Regions from separate parts of the Mus musculus genome. Here region 1 is linked to region 2. The links are chromatin contacts, called in public Hi-C maps. All regions are on one chromosome and are shown on one strand. The core of a region is the stretch at or near the end of the contact, and the rest is flanking DNA. Distances in the headings are between cores, read along the strand shown. Region 1 has its middle 22 kb from the start of Hmgxb4. Region 2 has its middle 59 kb from the start of Hmgxb4.

Region 1 (2,700 bases), core at 95-2,594, 37 kb before region 2:
TCTTTCTTTCTTCCCTCCCTCCCTCCCTCCCTCCCTCCCTCCCTTCCTTCCTCTCTTTTTCTTTCGTTCATTCAATTATACTTCAAGCCTATTAACGATCAGTTTGTTGTATTGTTCAGACATTGTATTAGGCAAGAAAGAAGCAGATGTAGAAATGAGAGGCAGGGAGACAGTTCTGTGCTTGCTATATAGGTATGGACATTTGAGTTCGGATCTACAGTTCCCACCTAAAAAGCTTGCAATCCCAGTACTGAAGAGGTAGAGATCTGCAACTCCTTACAGCTCATCGGTTGGTCGGCTTCACACAAGAGTCTTCAGTTTCTTGGCAATTGTTTACTGGTTTTATAGCTTCAGAATTAAGAGTTGTGTTTCAGATGAGACCAGCTACACAATGGTGTCAGGTCCAGAAGAAACCAGGACTGGGCTCACTCTGTACCTGTGGCTCCTCCCAGCACTTCTCGCCCCGCCCCCTACCCTACACCTCTCCAACCCAGGGAGGGGCCTGCCTTCAGTTTCCTCCCTCAGCTTCTGGTACCTAAAGAGCCTCAGTCGCTTTGGCCACACACTCTCTTGGTTCATTCTTTCTTAGTTATCTGCACTCTCTTGGCCTCTTGGTGGCTCCTCTCTGGTCCTCTTGCCCCACCCCCTTCCTCTTCCTCTTCCTCTTTTCATTGAGGATTTATTCTGAACTCTTACCGATGCCTCTGGCTGTTCTCTCCCTTATACCTACAATAAAGTCCTTTACCGCTATCATTCCTAGGAGTGGCCATGTTCTCATTTTTCATTCAAATGGTTTCCTTACCAGCTTTAGAGTGGATGAGATACCAGGGGAGCTACTTTTGAGATTTTAAGAAGGCACCATGATTGTGAGGAAGACAGTCTCTCCTTGTAGCCGCCCACCGCCCGCAGTGGCTGAAAGGGAGGCTGGGGCTGCATGGGAGAAAATGGGAAGAGAAATAATGAAACCAAGACAAAGATACTGATCAAGGCTCAAAGTTTACTTAAGAGTCTGAGTTTATAGCCAGGCGGTGGTGTCACACGCCTTTAATCCCAGCACTTGGGAGGCAGAGGCAGGCGGATTTCTGAGTTCGAGTCCAGCCTGGTCTACAAAGTGAGTTCCAGGACAGCCAGGGCTATACAGAGAAACCCTGTCTGCGGGGGTGGGGGTGGGGGAGTCTGAGCTTATAAAGGGGGAAGGCCCATCCCCTACCAGGCCAGGTTCTTGATGCTTTGTCACCCGGCTGTCTGTACTTGGTCGCCAGGCTTATTCAGGAATGTCTCTGGAAGACAGGTTCAGCTTCTCAGCAGGTAGCAGCAGAGGTGGCAGAACTATCAAGATCAGAAGATAGGTGGTCTCTTTCACAGTGGTGGAACAGGTCTGAGCCAGCCTGCTCAAGGCTAGGGGAGGCTACATCTACTCAAAGCTTACTCCTTTCCCTTCAAACCCTGCCCCCTGCCCCTGCCCATTTCTTTAAAGCCAGCTCACTAGGTTTTTCCCGAGTCAGTTCTGGTGTGAGAACCTTTTGGACCTGCTGACTTGGGACCCTGATAGGAAAAAACTATAACTCAGCTCCTAGCTAGCATACTTCCTTCCTTCCCGTTCCCTATGCCCAAGGGTTCTTGTCTGTTTTGTAAGTTTTTAGGAACAGTTCTGGATCCTTGAGCAAAACTGAGACGAGATGGGGAGTTGGGGATAAGAGAGCCACTCAGGTGAGAAAGAGAGGGAAGCAGTGGGTGAGGTCAGGAGGGTGGGGTTCGGTGGGCAGGGGGAGCTCACTGGAGGGAATTTGACCAGAAAGAACTCATCTGGGAGTGGAAAGAAGAGGAATGGAAAGGGTCACATTGAAGTGGAGTGACAAGAGTTTGAAGGAGAGTTTTATTTATGGTTGTGTCTGTGTGAGTGTATACCACATACTCAAAAATATCCCACAGAAATGACCGTGAGAGTCCTGCTTAAGCAGCCAGCCAGCGTTCCAGATAGAGCCCCAAGTGGTTGCTGGGAATTGAACTCATGACATTTAGAAGAGCAAAGAATGCTCTTAACCACTGAGCTACCTCTCCAGCCCAAGGGCATGATATATATGTTTTTAAACTCTTGGACCGTTTTGATGTTCTTTTTTTTCCCTGTCACAGAGTTAGGGAGGGAAGAAGTACTTGGGTCTGAAATGGGGGTTTGGGTGGGGGGTGGGGATGGGTTACAAGGTTTCCAGAGCCGGCTTCTTAGCTCAAACAACACCCAACAATTTATCAATATAACATGCATTATAAGGTCTGTGGGGAGGGACAGGATGTTCCTCATGCTACCCAGGGTAGTGCTGGGCTGCGAGAGGCCTGCACTGGGACTTCAAGGAGGCTCATAGGGCCACCAGATTCTTGGTGATTCTATGTGTTACACAGCTATGCAATGTAGGAATTCCCAGGTCAGCGTGCTGGGAAGCCATGGCTACCCATCTCACTTTCCTGCTGCTCATGGAGAAACTGAGTCTCACAGGAACTTGAGGGCCTCAGAGTCCATTTTGCTACACCCAGTCCTGCCATCCTCTGTCTGGGTGTGTAGGGGTGGGGGTGCATATGAAAGTATAAGGTAAAAACAAAATTCTAGGCCTTTAGGTCCAGGCTTCGGAATGTGACCTCTGTGACTTAATGCTCCAAGGTATGCTAATCATAAAACATTCCTCCACCCACCCGCTTCTATTATGC
Region 2 (2,700 bases), core at 67-2,566:
CTTCTTTCCTTTATAGTGCCCCCCCCCCCCCCCCCGATCTCTCGGGTTCTTTATTCTACCTCGTAGTTCTGGTGACCCTTGAGACGCTTAGGGTTAGGCTCTCTCTGCCAGTGCTTCCTCGAGGCTTCTTGGAAAAGCAGAAGCTCATTCCCATCTGGAACCTGCCAGGCCAGTGATGGTGGGAGAGACCTGCCATCTTTCCCTACTCTAGAGAGAGGAGAAAATGACCACTAGGTGGCAGTGCTAGCTTAGGAACCTAGGATTCCCCCAGGCAGGGAGGAGGCACTAAGGCCTTTTGAACTTTCGTGTCCCAGTGTAGACCCTGGCCCCCAATCCCTGGTCATCTCACCATCTACACTCCCCCACACCCCAACTTCCTGCAGAGGGTCGGGGATACACACACTAATATATAAAATGAGACTGCACGTTAGGATAAGGATGTCCCCTGTGGAGAAGATTCGAGGAAGGTTCCCCCATCTCTGCTGGGTTCTCACAGCCTGGTTGATTCCACTCACCCTATAGTTGAGAAGGCAGAGGGCCAAGGTGGCCCAGGGTCCCAGTCTACCTGGATCCCATCCAAGGTTGTGTAGCAAATTCTGTACTCACCCCTGGATCCAGACATTTTTTTGAGGGTCCCTGGATTGTAAAGATTCTGACCTTTTTTGTCGTTCCCTCCCCCCCCCCCCCGAAAACATTTGGAAGCATGGGTCTAGACACTGTTTTCTCTCAAAGTTCTGTATTTTGGCTGTCTCTCTGACAAGGAAGTGGTATCCTTCCATTTTTAGCTTTTTCATTAACTAGCTGTGTGTCCTTAGGCAGACATTCAACCTCTCTGAATCCTAGGAAGCGCGCGCGCGCGCGCGCGCGCGTGTGTGTGTGTGTGTGTGTGTGTGTGTGTGATATATGTCTCAGATTTGTTAAGAAGCTCAAATCAAGGGCCATTTGTGCAAAGGAGCCTTCTAAACTGCAGAGCCTTGGGCACACAATATGAGGCATGACTGGGGATTCCCGGCAGCAAGAGGTCAGAAAGGGGCATGTTTTTGGAAAAAGGTGGGCAGCCATTGACACCATGGTCATCAAAACGGTGGTGGCTCATCTCTTGTTCCCCTCACTGCCATTCCTGAATCACAAGCCACTTCCTACACAGCAGGTGGAGAAAAACTCAGACCTATGAAAACTGTAATGTTTTCCCCTGCCCTTAAAATCCAATTCCTCGTCTTTATCTCTCAGTCTTTCCCCGTGCCTGTTCCTTTCACAGTGCCCCACCCTCTCCAACCCCACCCTCTTCCTCACTTCTTCCTTCCTGCTCTCCAACCCCACCCTCTTCCTCATTCCTTCCTTCCTGCTCTCTAACCATACCTTCTCCCTCACTTCGTCCTTCCTGCCTCTGCCCTTTATGTTTACTATTTCTGTGTTGACTTTTCTTTGATTCAGGCTTCAGTATCAATGCTACCTTCTGGGCGAGCTGTTCAGAGCAGAGCCACATAACCTGGAGCCCCAGGCAGCACAATCAAGCCCCATGGCAGCACAGTGCGGTATATTAAATGCCCTGCACAGAACTTCACATTATCTGACCTCTCACTTGCTTATAGAGGCAAAAGAGTAAAACAAAAATGCACAGCCAGAGCTAACAGCCAGAGCTAACAGCCAGAGCTAACACTCAGACCATGTTCCCCAGAAGCCTGCCCCTTGAGTTACCTGGATCCTAACTGCTAGTGACCCATGACACCCCGTGCAAACATTAAGTCTCAGGAAAGACAACTTATGCTGTGAATCTTACTAAACATAGTGAGATAGGCTAGTAAGAGTCCTGGTCTGTGTATGCATCCAGGTATGGACCCTGCACAGATATGTACATACCTGCACATGTATGGACCCAATTGGCTTCCCACAACTGATTTAAAACCTCTCCTCTCAGGGGCTGGTGAGATGGCTCAGTGGTTAAGAGCGCCGACTGCTCTTCCAAAGGTCCCGAGTTCAAATCCCAGCAACCACATGGTGGCTCACAACCATCCATAACAAAATCTGATGCCCTCTTCTGGAGTGTCTGAAGACAGCTACAGTGTACTTACATATAATAAATAAATGAATCTTAAACAACAACAACAAAAAAACCTCTCCTCTCTCTCAGTGGTGTGGCTCCCCCTTTCCTGGGAACTCATCCAATGTGTGTCCTGGCTATGTATTTTAATAAACCCTCTTGATTTTTCCTGCCCAGTCAGTTCTAACTCGTGCTCATCACTGTTTTGCAGTCTGTTGCCTCAGGACACCTCCCTGGCTAGAGTAAAGCTGGCGACTGGAGGGGATGCTTGCCTCATAGCTCACCTTGTCTCTCCAAGGTCTAAGAGATCTGTACCAGCCTTGATGTAGGCACTCCATATGTTCTGTTGGGTAAATGGGAGATCAAATGAAGAACTCTGCAGTCCTGACTGCTGGAACCCTGAGAGCATGTACTCATGGCTGGTGCTCCAGCCTCAGCTCTTCATCTCCCGCCTGGGAGGGATTGCAGGAGTTAGGAAAGAGACACCTGCTTGCCAAATGACCACATTAAAGCATGCATTTCCTCTGAAGCTGGTTAATTCCTGGGAGTTGGGAGAAATTAAATCCCATTTTATATGATGCTGTGTGTTCTCACACTTAGGGGTCTGTTGTAATTGTTGAGCAGGATGGAGAATAAAGCTTCCCAGAGCCATAATTAAC

What was found. Hi-C and Micro-C count contacts between places; a contact is called where the count stands out from the background.
Region 1: a Hi-C map of morula shows a contact between it and region 2, with 3 times the contacts expected there. The contact joins two enhancer-like sites. A contact is called at or near these places in 1 of 39 promoter capture datasets (embryonic stem cells), 27 of 484 Hi-C or Micro-C datasets (ECoMG myeloid progenitors, the HPC-7 cell line, beige adipocytes and 6 more) and 3 of 115 datasets of contacts at active chromatin or transcription factors (all in embryonic stem cells).

The regions. Positions count from the first base shown.
Region 1 is chr8:74,970,450-74,973,149 of GRCm38.p6, reverse strand. No RefSeq gene overlaps it. Among named protein-coding and RNA genes, the nearest start is that of Hmgxb4, 22 kb to the left of the region's middle. Within about 2 kb of position 1,344, at least 9 of the 459 cell types and tissues checked have an H3K27ac peak or open chromatin away from gene starts, as enhancers often do. A contact at or near this core is called in morula, where this site is marked.
Region 2 is chr8:74,933,052-74,935,751 of GRCm38.p6, reverse strand. No RefSeq gene overlaps it. Among named protein-coding and RNA genes, the nearest start is that of Hmgxb4, 59 kb to the left of the region's middle. Within about 2 kb of position 1,316, at least 10 of the 459 cell types and tissues checked have an H3K27ac peak or open chromatin away from gene starts, as enhancers often do. A contact at or near this core is called in morula, where this site is marked.